Linked DNA regions of Hordeum vulgare: all the other regions are linked to region 1. The links are chromatin contacts, called in public Hi-C maps. All regions are on one chromosome and are shown on one strand. The core of a region is the stretch at or near the end of the contact, and the rest is flanking DNA. Distances in the headings are between cores, read along the strand shown. Region 1 has its middle 7.8 kb from the start of LOC123447170. Region 2 has its middle 21 kb from the start of LOC123449666. Region 3 has its middle 24 kb from the start of LOC123447165.

Region 1 (4,511 bases), core at 682-3,181:
AGTTACACCATCTGTTTCATTTTTTCTCATAATAGTTTGCTATCCTAACACACTAGAGATTTGATCTATGTATTTCTCATGATTGTGAGTTCACTACCTTTCAAGGTAATTCGTTCGTCTTGCTATATGATGTATTAGATAATCTTGATTCTACAAGAGGGAGTGTGGAAAAAAAATGGAGTAGTGTTAGAGCCTCGATGAGGCATCTAGAGCCTTTCCCGGTGACATATGTAGCCCTAGGGAATGAGGATTGCATTTTGAAATTATACAGAGGTTGCTCCTCCTCGAGATCATCGAACTTTCTAAACTATGACTTTAGCACTCTTAAATACTCAAGAGCTAAAATGTGTACCTTGCTTTGCACATAAATTTATTATTTTTCTCTTGAACATAACATTATCGGAAATTTTACATTGTCATACGCGCGGCTTATCGTGACATACAAATGGTATCAAACTGTGACAACTCACTTTGGGCACTTGATCATCTTGCTCATTTTTGTATGATTTTCATGTAAAGCTACCTACTCTATTACCATTTGTTGTTGTCCCTTTTCTGATCCAGGGTTGATTCTAGGTGATGATGTGGGTGAGGGAGGGGGGCGAGGCCCCCCCGTCCCCAAGGCCCAAACGAGCTTGTTGCCCCTCAATAGTGATTTTGTACCAGCAGTTTATTTTGTGTACCCACGTAATATAGAAAATTAGTCTCTTGTTTTGCCCCATCTGCCTCATATAATCAAAGCCCATGTTTGTATGAGATTTTGCATGGAGCTAGTCCAAGGACCAAATATAAATGAGAAAGGAAACCGGTCCACCGTCGAAGGAAAAGGCCCACGCTCAAGCTCACACACATACGCGGCAGTTCTACCTCCTCTAAGGGAGGGAGCTCCTATACGAGACCTCCTATGTGCTGGTCGTTGCGGCAACTGCAGAGCGGACGCATAGGGGGTCGCCCCGACTGGGCCGGCCGAAGTTAGCAACCAGTAGAGAATCTGGAGACCACAAAAAAAGTTAGCGACCAGCAGTTAAAAAATCTGAAACATTTCAGTAAAAATATCGGATTATTTTTAAAAATTCCGGAACATTTTTTAAATTCCGGAATATTTTTACAAATCCGGAACATTTTTTCGAATTCTGGAACATTTTTTAAATTCATGAGCATTTTTTAAATTCTGGAATATTTTTTCCAATTCTGGAACATTTTTAAAATTCCGGAACTTTTTCCAAATTCCGAAACATTTTTTCAAATTGTGGAAGATTTTTCTAAATTCCGATTTGTCTTTCAAAATTTGGAACATTTCTTTTGAAAAATTAGAAACATTTTAATAACAATATTAGAACATTTTCTAAAATTCCAGAACATTTTTTCAAATTTTGGAAGTTTTTTCTAAATTCCGGAACATCTGTTAAATCCGGAACATTTTTCTAAACTGCTGAACATTTTTAAAATTAAGGAAAAAATTTCAAATTACAAAACAATTTTCAAATTCTGAAACATTCTTTCAAATTTCGGAATATTTTTTGAAAATCCAGAACATTTTTAAAACGGAAACAGAAAAGTAAAACCGGAGGTATTGGCATGTAAATGGGCTGCCTATTACCAAATGCTAGGTGGGTGCCCCTGTGAGAAGCCTCGACATTTCGACGAAGAATGCGGCGAATAGGAATTTCCCTCCTATACGCGTTCTTTGCGGCAGGGAGTGCACCATTTGCGGCAGGGAGTTTGGCCAGCCCATTTGCGGCAGATAGCGGTAAAAAGTTAATATAAAATCTGAAACATTCTTTCAAATTTCGGAATATTTTTTGAAAATCCAGAACATTTTTAAAACGGAAACAGAAAAATAAAACCGGAGGTATTGGCATGTAAATGGGCCGGCCTATTACCAAATGCTAGGTGGGTGCCCCTGTGCGAAGCCTCTTCATTTCGACGAAGAATGCGGCGAATAGGAATTTCCCTCCTATACGCGCTCTTTGCGGCAGGGAGTTTGGCCAGCCCATTTGCGGCAGATAGCGGTAAAAAGTTAACATAAAATCTGGCCGGGAATCGAACTCACGACCAGCTGCAGAATCGTTCGGACTGCTAGCCATGACGATAGGCTGGTATTATTGCACATCATGCAGCGTCATCCGAAAAGAAACGGCAGCAAACAACAAATTTTAAAAACAATACTCACAAAAATATTAAAACGCGTGACAGTAAGAGGGACCGAGCACAAAACCTCCAACGAACATTTGAATTTCGCAATGCCGACATTTCGGAATTGTGAACATTTTCTGAAAATATGAATAAGTTTTGAAACTCAAACATTTTTTGAATTAATAGAAACAAGGAAAAAAAATTGAAAACTGAACTTTTTTGAGTTTGTGAACAAATTTGGAAACATGAACGGCTTTGGAATTACTGAACAAATTTTGGATACAGGAATATTTTGTGACTTTGTGAAAAAAATTCAAAATGAAAACATTTTCTGAAATTCCCGTACAATGTTGAATTCGTGAGAATTTTTTTAAAAGCGATCATTTTTTGAATTTATGAACAATCTGCCAACAATTTTTGAAATCCATATTTTCAGTTAAATGCTCGATTTTTCATGAAAAATAAGAACATTTTATGTACATACAAAACATTTCCAAATTCGATCAACATTTTTGATAATCAACAAACTTTGAAACATGAACGCTTTTGGAATTCATGAACAAATTTTGCAAACACGAACATGTTTTTAACTTTGTGAACAATGTTTCAAAACAATAACATTTTCGGAAATTCCCACACAATTATGAATTCGTGAGAAATATTAGAAAGCGAAACTTTTTTAAATTTATGAACAATCTGCGAATAATTTTTGAAAATCTTGATTATTTTGGTCAGACTTGATTTTTTAAACCAGAACATTTTCCGATTTCGAAGAACATTTTTTAAAAATCACGAACATTTTGTAGAGAAACTAGAACATTTTTTGAAAATTATAGAACATTTTCGGAAAATCTTAAAAAAATGTTTAAAAAGGAAAAAAACATATCGAATTTAAAGCCCATTTTTTTTGAAAATAGAATGTTTTAAAAAATTATTTTTTTTCCAGCATAAACAGAAAATAAAGTAAGAAATAGATTAGAATAAAGAGAAAAGGAAACAAAAAGAAAACGTCGGTTCAAAGAACCTTTTAGAATTTTTCAAAAACCAGAAAACCCCGAGTGAAAGGTTCCAAAACCAGGGCGCTGGAAACGGGCCTACCCAGTCCGGAACCATCGCTAGCACGTCTGTGCGAAGGATCGACAATCTGCAACAAAATACAGTACGACATATAGGATTTTCCTCTAAAGACGTCTCCTATTCGGGCAGATCCTATTTAAGAAAAAAAATTATTCGACGCATTCTGCATCAATCTGTTGGCCAATCTCGCATGCAAGCTAACTTACGATCGTTTTTTTTTTCGGTCTATCTATCACGTACCTTCCAAAGAGTTCACAGACGGTTTCTGAACTGTACTTTTTTTTTTGCCTTTTTTTGCCTTTTTTCCTTTGCTTCTGTTTCCCTTTTTTCTCATTACATTTATTTTTTCATTTTGTTTCCGTATTTTCCTTTTAATTATTTGTCCTCTTTTTTCTGTTTTGAAATTGGAAATATTTTGTTAAAGTTTTTAAAATATTCTCATCTTAAATTTGTGCTCACTATTTTAAAAAATGTTTATATTTGAATAAATATTCAGCAATTTTACAAACAATTCTCATATTCAAAATATTGTAAAAAATCCGAAAATAGTTCTTGTTTTTACATCATTTTAAAAATTGCTTTTGTTTAGAAAAATCAAGAATTTCAATAACTGTTTCTGTTTTAGAAAACATTCCTAATTTCATAAAAATGTTCATGTTCCAAATTTGATCAAGAATTTCAAAAAAAGCTTTCCTTTTTGAAATTCGTTCACTATTTGAGAAAAATCTTCAAGTTTCTTTTTCATGGTTTCATCAATTTGTTTGCAATTCAAAAAGTATTCAAATGTTTCAATTTTTGTCTGCATGTCCAAAAAAACATAGAATACAAATTTTATTTGCAATAAAAATATTTTTTTTTAACTTTTTGTTCTGAATTAAAAAATTGTTCATGTTTCCCTTTTTTGTTCAGAACTTAAATTTTGTTCATGATCTCAGAAAATATTCAGAAAACTCTTCGAAAATTTTATAGAATTTGAAATAATGTTCCCACTTTAAAATTTAAAAAGTGTTCATGGTTTGAATTTTTCCCCACAAAATTCAAATAAAGTTGGGAATTTTAAAAAAATGTCCAACTTTAAAATTGTGTGAACAAATTTAAAAATGCTCATTTTTGAAAAAAATTTCACTCTGCCACCGTCGTAGCTGTCTTCTGTCGCCGAGTTAGGACGTAGAAGATTTGAACCAACGACTTCTCCTCTTCCACTTCTTCATGTTCATCGAGTTCATCAGAAAGGGTAAATAAATTCTAATTTAACTGTCCTGGTAGATCTTTATGATTTCTCAGAATCTTCAAAAGGT
Region 2 (4,511 bases), core at 1,361-3,860, 210 kb after region 1:
TCAAAGAAAACACTCAAAAGCGACACGTGACGATGGCTATAAACGTGTTAAGTGGCGGCGTGCAAGAGCGATTGCTGAGAGGTTTCTGAGAAAATGCTTGCTAACTAGTTGCTCTCGCCGCATACGGATTGCAAAGAAACAAATGCTTTAAGCGCTAATAGGATCTAGCGCGCGAAAACTTGACCCAAGTCCAAGAATAAGGCCCATTCATAGAAAAAGGGGTTATTCTTCTTTTTCGTTCAGATGAAAAGGGGCAATTCCTATTTGTCACTCTGTGCGACAACTTGCCCACCTTTGCACGTGAGTGCCAGGGCTGGGCCGACCGACTATATCTACACGTGTCTGTCTTTTTTTTCTTGTTTTGTTTTTCTAAGTTTGTGCTTCTTTTGTTTTTGTTTTGTTTTTTGGAAGAGTTTCTTTTTGTGGGTTTTCTATACAAATTTTTCTCTCATTTGTTTTAAAACCCTAAACTTTCCAAGCATCACAAATTTCAAAATGTTTTACTACTTTTTCAGTTTTTTAAAAAAGTGTTCACGTTTTCAAAAAATGTAGTCATTTTTTTTATTTTTTTCATAAAATTCTTTAAAAAATACCAATTTCCAAAATATATACTTATGTAAACAATGTAAAGTTTTTAAAAGAATCAATCTTTAAAATGGATGTATTCATATATTTTAAAGTGGTTAAAAAACTGACAAAAAATACATAAACAAGGAAAAAACATAAACATATGTTAAGAACCGTGCATGAGTAATAATACAATTGTAGGTATGGCTCCGCGGGCTCTCAATGGGCTAGCCCAATCACTCGGTTTGTGTGATTCGAGGGCATATTGTCCGAGAGAGGTACATATAGACCCGACAAATATGGATGAGGGGGAGGGGGTGGGATGATCAAGGTCAACTTAGGTCTTGTACAATGCTAGGTGCTTAAAAAACTAAACCAGATTTTTTTTGAAGCACCGGTGCCTTATTTCTACAAAAAAGACGTCTAACTAAGCGTCTATCCTGTACAAATAAGCACCCATGCTTAAAAAAACCTGATTTATTTTTCTAAACACCTCCCCTAAGTACCTTGCATTGTACAAGACCTTACATGTTCATGCTAGTCTACACCCATTTAAAACTAAAGGTTTACGTATTTGCCAAAGTGCTCAGTCGCTGGAATGTACATTTTCTGGGTAATTGGTGCATGATTCAGTTAAAGGTATACACCTAATGTTACGCATGTTCTGCTTTTGTGAAGAGCCACGGCTCAGTTTGTGTCACACGTAAGCATCATCCCTTTTACCACACAATTGCAACCAAAATGTACTATGTTATGCAGATAAATCAACTACGCCCCTGTCGCATTGCTCGTTCGTCGCTCCGGCCTCATCGTGCGACCTCATCACACGGGCTCACCGTGCATGCCTCACCACGTGATCATATCATTTCCAAGCACTTCAAGGCAACCCAACGCAAGATCAACTTCTCCCTCAAGACCTCATCAAGCGAGCCAAGACGACGCATTCGCTTCAGCATCAACCCTGGTGCAGATAAACTACCGATGGAACAATATGGTGAGGGTACCTAGGAGGCCGTGCGCCTGGCGGACCGGGTGTTCTCAAGGTAGGATTCACAGCTGCTCAAGGCTGAGTCGAACTTATGAATACATATATGTGGTTTCCTTGCGCGGTCGCTTCTACTTTATTTCGCGCTGCTGCGTTTCTGTTGAAGATGCTCTAAGGACGTTCCAGGAACATTCGGGACATCGACATCTTCTCCCATAGTTGCAGCCTAGTTGGGAGGTCTGTGGCCTATCATGAGCATTCGAGCGATCCCACGAGCGTTCGGGACAACGGCAACTTCTTCCATAGCTGCAGCCCAGTAGGGAGGGCCGTGGCCTCTCAGGCGTATATTGGGCCAGCTGGATACAACCCAATTAGGAAGGGGTACCGGATTAAGCGAGGATTTGAAAGATGTTGTTTCTCTTCGAGGGAGGAAACAAAGCGGTACACTTGGTGGGCATTTCTTATTTGGCGCCACAAGAGTCAGTTAACGTACATTTTTGTTAACTGGCGCATGTGACGTTTGTAAATGGACGGCCCATCTAGGTGCCGTTTGACTTTAAAAAAAAGTATGATCTTATTTGAATATTGATGAACATTTTTTAAATTTCAGAGAATATGATTTAAGATCGATGAACTTTTTTGAATATCGATGAATTTTTTTGAATTTTAATGAACCACTTTTTGAAAATGGATGATACCGTTTTTAAGATTTATGAACTTTTTTTTAGTTCAGTGAACTTTTTAAAAAAAACATAAATTTCACTATTTTTTTTGAATGTTTTAAAAGTTTATTGAAATTTTTAAAAAATTAATGAACTTTTCCTAAATTGGATGAACTTTGTTTTCAAATTGATGAACGTTTTTCAAAATTGATGAACCTTGTTTAAAGATATGAACTTTTTTCTCAAATGGATGAACCTTTTTTATGTAAATCTATAAACCTTTCTTGATTTTATATTTTTATTTTTGTAACAAAAAAGTCCAAGAAAAACTGGGCAGCACTCCAATGGGCTGGCTCATGCTACCAGTGCTGCACGCGCCGGATCGTTAACGGACACCGGCAGCGATGCATAGGAGCTATCAACTTGGTGGTGGCAGCTCACGGTAATTTGAGCCAACACCACGCTTCACGTTTCGGTGAAGCTGGGCCGGCCTGGCTTCTCCTTTTTACTCATAGGGAATGAGCAGCTTCGCGAATTTAGCTTTTCTGGCTAAAACTGTTCGGGACAAATTCAATCATGAAGTTTTGGAAGCGTGAAGCTGGAGTACATTTGAACAAGCCCTAAATCTGCCCATGACTGGTTCTTTTTGTCTTAATTCTTTCATTTCTTTTTCTGGCCTTTTTTATTTTTACCAAAATTATTTCTTCTTTTCCCTGGTACATTCCATTTCTTTTTCTGTCCTTTTTTTTTAACTTTTACCATGTTTTTGATTTTTTTAATTCATTTGTCAACATTTTGTGAAACCATGAATTTGAGATATGTTCCAAGATGTCAAGTACAATAATATTTTTTAAATTGTTCATGAACATTTTTAAAATTATTCATGAATATTTTCTGCAATAAGGTAACAATTTTAAGAGTGAAGAACATTTTTTTAAATCGGAATATTTTTCACATACATGGACATTTTTTAAGTCAATGAACGATTTGTGATTTTTTTTTAAATACGTGAGGAATTTTAGAAATTTAAAATATTTTCAAATTTGTGAACAGTTTTTATCTACATGAACAATTTCTGAAATCTAGGAACGATATTGAAATTCATTATCATTCTTTGAAATTTATATGTTTATATTTTTTCAAATTTGGAAAAGAAAATGAAACTGGTGTTCATCTTTAAAAGTTTGAACATTTTTTGAAAACAGATTTATGTTTAAATTTCAAGTATTTTCACAAGAAGTATGTATATAAAAAGAACAAAAAAAATCAGAGCCTCCCAGCCACGCATATGGCTGGTCCAAAAATGCGCGGGGAACATGAGGTGCGTGTTTCCTCAGTATTCCCCTCATTCGCTGGGGAATAGGAGTTTTTATGTTCATGTGACCCACATCAACGTAGGTCGGGGAATAGGAAGTCTCACGCTGCATCGTATCCACCATCCTAGCTGAGTCTAGCCTGGCTAAGATGATGCAAAAATAAATTGGGATATATGTTTGGTTGTGTGCATGGTGTTGGGCAGGCCAATGTGAGATGTTGTTTGGCAGGTTGTATGCGATATGGGCGAACTCCTACACCACCAGTGCACCATGGCGCCACCCCCCACCCCCTCCAATTTAGCTTCTGCAAAGTACGCGCATGGAGCTCCGACCAATGGCGAAAGAGGGAGCTCAGATGGCGGGATTGAGGTGGGCGGAGCTCTGACCAAGAGGGATCTTGGACTGGCGGCGCGAGAGGGAGCTCTTGACGGCGACGCGAGAGGGAGCTCCCGACGGTGGTGGCGGTGGCGATTGGTTGTGCGCTTGATCTGATCCGAAGCCTAAGAGAGGAGAGGGAAGAGAGATCGGTAAGGTTGCGGTGGCAGTTTGAAAGTAAATTTGGAAAATATCGGGGCCTATCTTATGTAACGTTTCATTTTAAGTGGAGGAGCGGGTGCAGGCACGAGGCTACATGAGTGAAACGCACGATTCCTGCGTTTCTCTCAGCCTAGCCGAGAGGGGTCCTTTTGCATCCGCCGTGCCAGGCCAAGGAGGCCATACAGGATGCCAAATGGGCCAGATTTTGCATGCGTGATGTTAGACATATGCGAGCTAGGGAACCAAACATGCCCTCTATATTCACGTAAACCCGGGCATGGACAACCAGACCCGAAAAACCGGTCTTCACACTTGACATTCGGACCGGGATCGGGCCTCAATTTACAGGGTGGAAGGTAGTTCGGGCTGGGCTCGGGCCTTTCTTTTTCAAGATTTCTAACCGAGCTTTCGGGCTTTGGGCCAGGCTTACACGTGCAAACACTA
Region 3 (4,511 bases), core at 1,048-3,547, 200 kb before region 1:
GCTGTGTACGCTATGAAATGTGTTTCAGCCAGGCAATGATCTGGGATGCTCCTGCATGCAATGATCAATCATTTCACCGATTCTTCGCGACGGTTTCTGCTCCACGTTTTAGGCAGTATTTTGTGTTTTTTTATACGACATGTTTGGCAGCTCATAGGTCTAAACCGTCTCCATGCTCTCGATCAGGTGATGCATATCGGTGCCTTGAAAGCTAACACCACCTTGATGCGGATTAGCATTGATTGAGCATGGAAACACAAAATGACTTGGCGACATTCCAAAGTTTGTACTGTGGTATGCTTGTCGCCTGTCGACATGAACGTGTCCGCCCAGTACTGTCTGATTGATTGTACGCCACTTTAGAGTACTGTACAACTTTTTTTTTCTCGCAGTAAGAAAATAGAACTACTACTAATTTTTTATGGTTTTTTAGAATTACTATTTTTTATGTCATAGAAATGCTTTCAAACTTGTAGATATGTTCAGTTTTTTGGATCTTGGTGCAGACCAAGTTCTTTTTTAGCAAACGGTCCAACTTAATTTTGAAGGCATATATGGAATCTAAAAGGGTGGAATGAATAATAAAGAAATTAATGACAAAGCTCCAAATTAAATCACAGTCTCTGAATTAAGCATGTCATCTCTAACACCTTATTGCGCATCTCGGTGTTCCATGTATGTATATGGTGTCACGTTCCTTCTTGGAGGCCTCTGCGATGGTGCCTAACTCGCAATTGGTTGAGCGAGCCCTTCCGCCCTTCTCATGACACATTGTTGTGGCTGGTCTTGGCTATGCTTTGTGCTTTCTCGTCGACGACATATCAGTGGCATCCGGTTGTCTAGGAAGCTGATGCTTTTCATAGTGCCGGCAACAAACCTCGGCTTGTTGGTGCTTCGGCGGCACCTAGAAAAACCTAGGGAGGCCTTGACCATCCATCGCCCTTTGACCTAGTGGTGGCACACCGATGTCATGGGCCATATGGACATTGTTCAAATTAGATCACGTATTCATAAGTTTTCATGAAACTTTCTTGACATAATATGTACTCCCACGGATACTATACTTACATTTGATGCAATAACATATGAGTGCTTCCCATTGTGCATTTTATATATCTAAAATTTTGTGAGTAATTTTGAATTCGTGAGTACTTTTAAAATTCATGCAAATTTATTAAAATTCACAAAAACAAATCATGGACATTTTTAAATTTTGCGAACATTATAAAAATAAGAACATTCATTCACTTTGCTGACATTTTTAAATACATCATTTTTTCTCAAATTCATTACTTTTTAATTCACGTACACGTTTTAAATTTTAAGAGAAATTTTTGAGTTTTCTACATTTTTTAAAGTTCATGAAATATATTATTTATAATGAAACCAATAAAAATAAGAAAAACATGAAAAAAGGGGGACTTCATGTCAAACGTCTTAAGGGGCCCGAGCAGTTGCCTGGCGCTAACGCGCCCGAGCTCGTGGGATGGCCCAAGAAGAACGCTAGTGCCTACTCCCTCCGTTCCTAAATATAATTGTTTTTGGAGATTTCAGAGCAAAATAAGTGAATCTATATTTTAAAGTATGTGTATATACATCCGAATATAGTCTATTAGTGAAAACCTCTAAAAAAACTTATATTTAGGAACAGAAGGAGTAAATCGCATTTGACCGGTCATTGTTGACCAGTTAAAGGGTCAATTGTTGACTTCGGGAAAAAGTACAAACAAATTAAAAAGAAAATAAGAAAATCAATAGCAAGAAATAAAAAAGCGTGAATTCAAAAAATATTCACGGGTATTGATAAAAAGTCCATAAACTTCAAAAATAATCATGAATTTGGAAAATCTTCATAGATTAAGAAAAAAGTTAATTGAATTTTAAAAATAATTCGCAGTTTTTTTAAAGTTCATTGATCTTGAAAATATGTTCACGATTTTGAAGAACAAAATCAACAAATTTTAAAGAAAAAAACTCATCAAATTTAAAGAAGAAGGTTATCACATTTGCAAAAATGTCACCTATTTGGAAAACAAGTCCATTGATGTTGTAAACTACGTTCGTCGAAGCTGAAAAGTTCATGAATTTTGGAAAATAAGATCAAAAAATAAGAAAGAATAAAAATATTGAAGAAAATAAAAAAGAAAAACAAATAAAATAGAGTGGTATAAAAACACCAAAAGGAAAATGGAATAAAACGGACCGAAGCTTCCCAAAATCGGGAGTGTGGAGCTTCCTGTGGTGTGTTTGGGGCCTTTGGGCCACCCTATTTGGAACGAGAGAAAAGAGGGGGAAGGGCCCGATTGCACGACATTGCCCGATTGCACAAATATAAGTAACAGACGCAGAAGGGGAGCAACTAGTTGGGCGGGTGCTTCTTCGGAGGCCTTCCAACAATCACTTCCAAGCGTCGTTATTTGGCGTGTTTTTTTCGCGAGAGGCACGGTCGTGCTTCTCAAAAAGGAAAAAAAATACATGTTTCCTTTTCTTTCCTTTCTCGAGAGGCATAGATTTTCTTTCGCTGGAGACACAGTCGTGCCTTTCGGAAATGAAAAAAAACATTTTTGGTTTTTTTTATGAGAGGCACGAATTTGCTTTCGTGGGAGGCAAGGTCGTGTCTTTTGAAAACGAAAAAATTGTGTTTTTTGTTTTTTTTTTCGTGAGAGGCACGGCTTTTCTTCCGCGAGAGACACGGATTTGCTTTCTTGGACGGCATGGTAGTGCCTCTCGAGAATGGAAAAATAAAGTTTTGGGTTTTTTTCACGAGAGGCACGGTCGTGCTTCTCGGAAGCAGAAAAAATATGTTTTCTTTTTTCTCGCGAGCATGGTTTTTTGTCTGTTTTTGTTGTGGAAAAAAAGTTCGTCAAACCGTATAAACATGAGATCTAGTTTTAAAGATCTCGAGGCGATGAATTCAAACATGAAAACGTTTCGACATTTGGACCCACGATTTAATAGATAAACATTTTGAAAATAAAGGATCTACAAAAAAATAGAAAAACTCACAGGTTGCAACAAGTGAAATACATGCAATGTATCATTTGTTTCAACGTGAGATGGTGGAAGTGATCTTTAAAGCGAGGACTGCTCAATTTGTGATTTCGTAGAAAGTGTCATATAGGAAATGCTGGAAATAAGGCAACTCATTGTACGCCCATGTGTTGGGAGACTCCCGTGCGTTGGGCAAGGCCCATCTAACAGCAAGCGATGTGACCTACTGAATAACTTGCTTGCTCGGTTGCTGGTTTGCTTGGTCGTGACACTCTGGGCGATCTGGGCAGCTAGACGGAAGGCTATCCATGAGGGTATTTTTCGAAGCTCCCAATCGATATACTGTTTTTGTCAAATAATACATTGAAGAACTTGATATGGTCAAAGAGACCCGAGTCCGCGCCCAAAGGCTCCACCTAAGGGCTAGGGCTATAGCAAAATACATGCTGATGCGTAGCTGTGCGTAGGGATAGCGGAGGCAACTACGTTGGGAGCTCTGCTCTGGTTATTGATGGATTTTATGACCCATCTATTCTAGAGGTGATTGCATGCAGAGAGGCGCTTGCATTGGCAACACACTTGCATCTTCAACAAATTGTTATTGCTTTTGAATCTAAGCAAGCAGTTTGTGATATAAACAAAGGAGTAGGAGGAAAATATGGAGCCGTCATCAACGAAATAAACTTTGAGAGCCTGCTTTTACATGTAATTTTATTTTTGAAAGTCGCGTTGTATATTCTGAAGCACATAGCTTAGCCAAGTATACTCTTAATCTCGAGCAGGGCGTCACGTTTGATTTGGCCAACCACATGATCCGATTTGTATCCCAACTTCAATGGCTTTGTTGAATAAAGTTTGGCTAAACCCTAAAAAAACTAACTAATCACCTTTTTGGCCTAGAGCATGTCAAATGTTGCGCCTACCCGCCACCACATGCGGCGTGTTGCGCGCTCTCTCTGAATTTGAGTTTTTTTTTTCACACGTAGTGCCAGGCCTTGGATGTTTTTTGGGGAGGGAGGGGGGTTGCCTTGTTTTCCTCTGGCTTTGGAGGAATTGTGTGTTTTCTTAGGAACAGTATTCATGAGAAATATAACATGCGCTTCACAAAAGAAGAAGATATAGTTTGTGCTTTCGTGAAAAACACAATTATGCTTCACAGAAAAAGTATTTCACGAGAAGCAAAATTGTGACTTTCATGAAAAGATTAATTGTACTTCGCTCAAAAAGGAAAAGGCGCAAGTTTTGCTTTCGTGCTTTTTCGAAAATGAAAAAGCACAACATGTGCATCCGCCAGAAGTATAATTGTGCTTTCCGAAAACGGAAAATGACATCTATGCTTTAAAAAAAAGTGAAGAGGCACATCTCTTCTTTCGGGTTTCAGTTATTTTTTATTCAAATTTTTTCCATATTATAGTTTGTTTGGCTTTTTCTATATTCTTGATTTTTGTTTCCTATTTTTTTGTTCCCTGTTTTTCTTTTTGTGTGTGAATATTTTATCATAGAAATCTATTAACATGTAA

Evidence for each region. A called contact is a pair of places that touch in the nucleus more often than the background predicts.
Region 2: a contact with region 1 is called in a Hi-C map of leaf, with 5 times the contacts expected there. The contact joins two enhancer-like sites. A contact is called at or near these places in 2 of 6 Hi-C or Micro-C datasets (leaf and seedling).
Region 3: a contact with region 1 is called in a Hi-C map of leaf, with 2.2 times the contacts expected there. The contact joins two enhancer-like sites. A contact is called at or near these places in 2 of 6 Hi-C or Micro-C datasets (leaf and seedling).

The regions. Positions count from the first base shown.
Region 1 is chr4H:575,430,085-575,434,595 of MorexV3_pseudomolecules_assembly, forward strand. No RefSeq gene overlaps it. Among protein-coding and RNA genes, the nearest start is that of LOC123447170, 7.8 kb to the left of the region's middle. Within about 2 kb of position 1,932, at least 2 of the 3 cell types and tissues checked have open chromatin away from gene starts, as enhancers often do. A contact at or near this core is called in leaf, where this site is marked.
Region 2 is chr4H:575,641,956-575,646,466 of MorexV3_pseudomolecules_assembly, forward strand. No RefSeq gene overlaps it. Among protein-coding and RNA genes, the nearest start is that of LOC123449666, 21 kb to the left of the region's middle. Within about 2 kb of position 2,611, at least 3 of the 3 cell types and tissues checked have open chromatin away from gene starts, as enhancers often do. A contact at or near this core is called in leaf, where this site is marked.
Region 3 is chr4H:575,232,529-575,237,039 of MorexV3_pseudomolecules_assembly, forward strand. No RefSeq gene overlaps it. Among protein-coding and RNA genes, the nearest start is that of LOC123447165, 24 kb to the left of the region's middle. Within about 2 kb of position 2,298, at least 1 of the 3 cell types and tissues checked has open chromatin away from gene starts, as enhancers often do. A contact at or near this core is called in leaf, where this site is marked.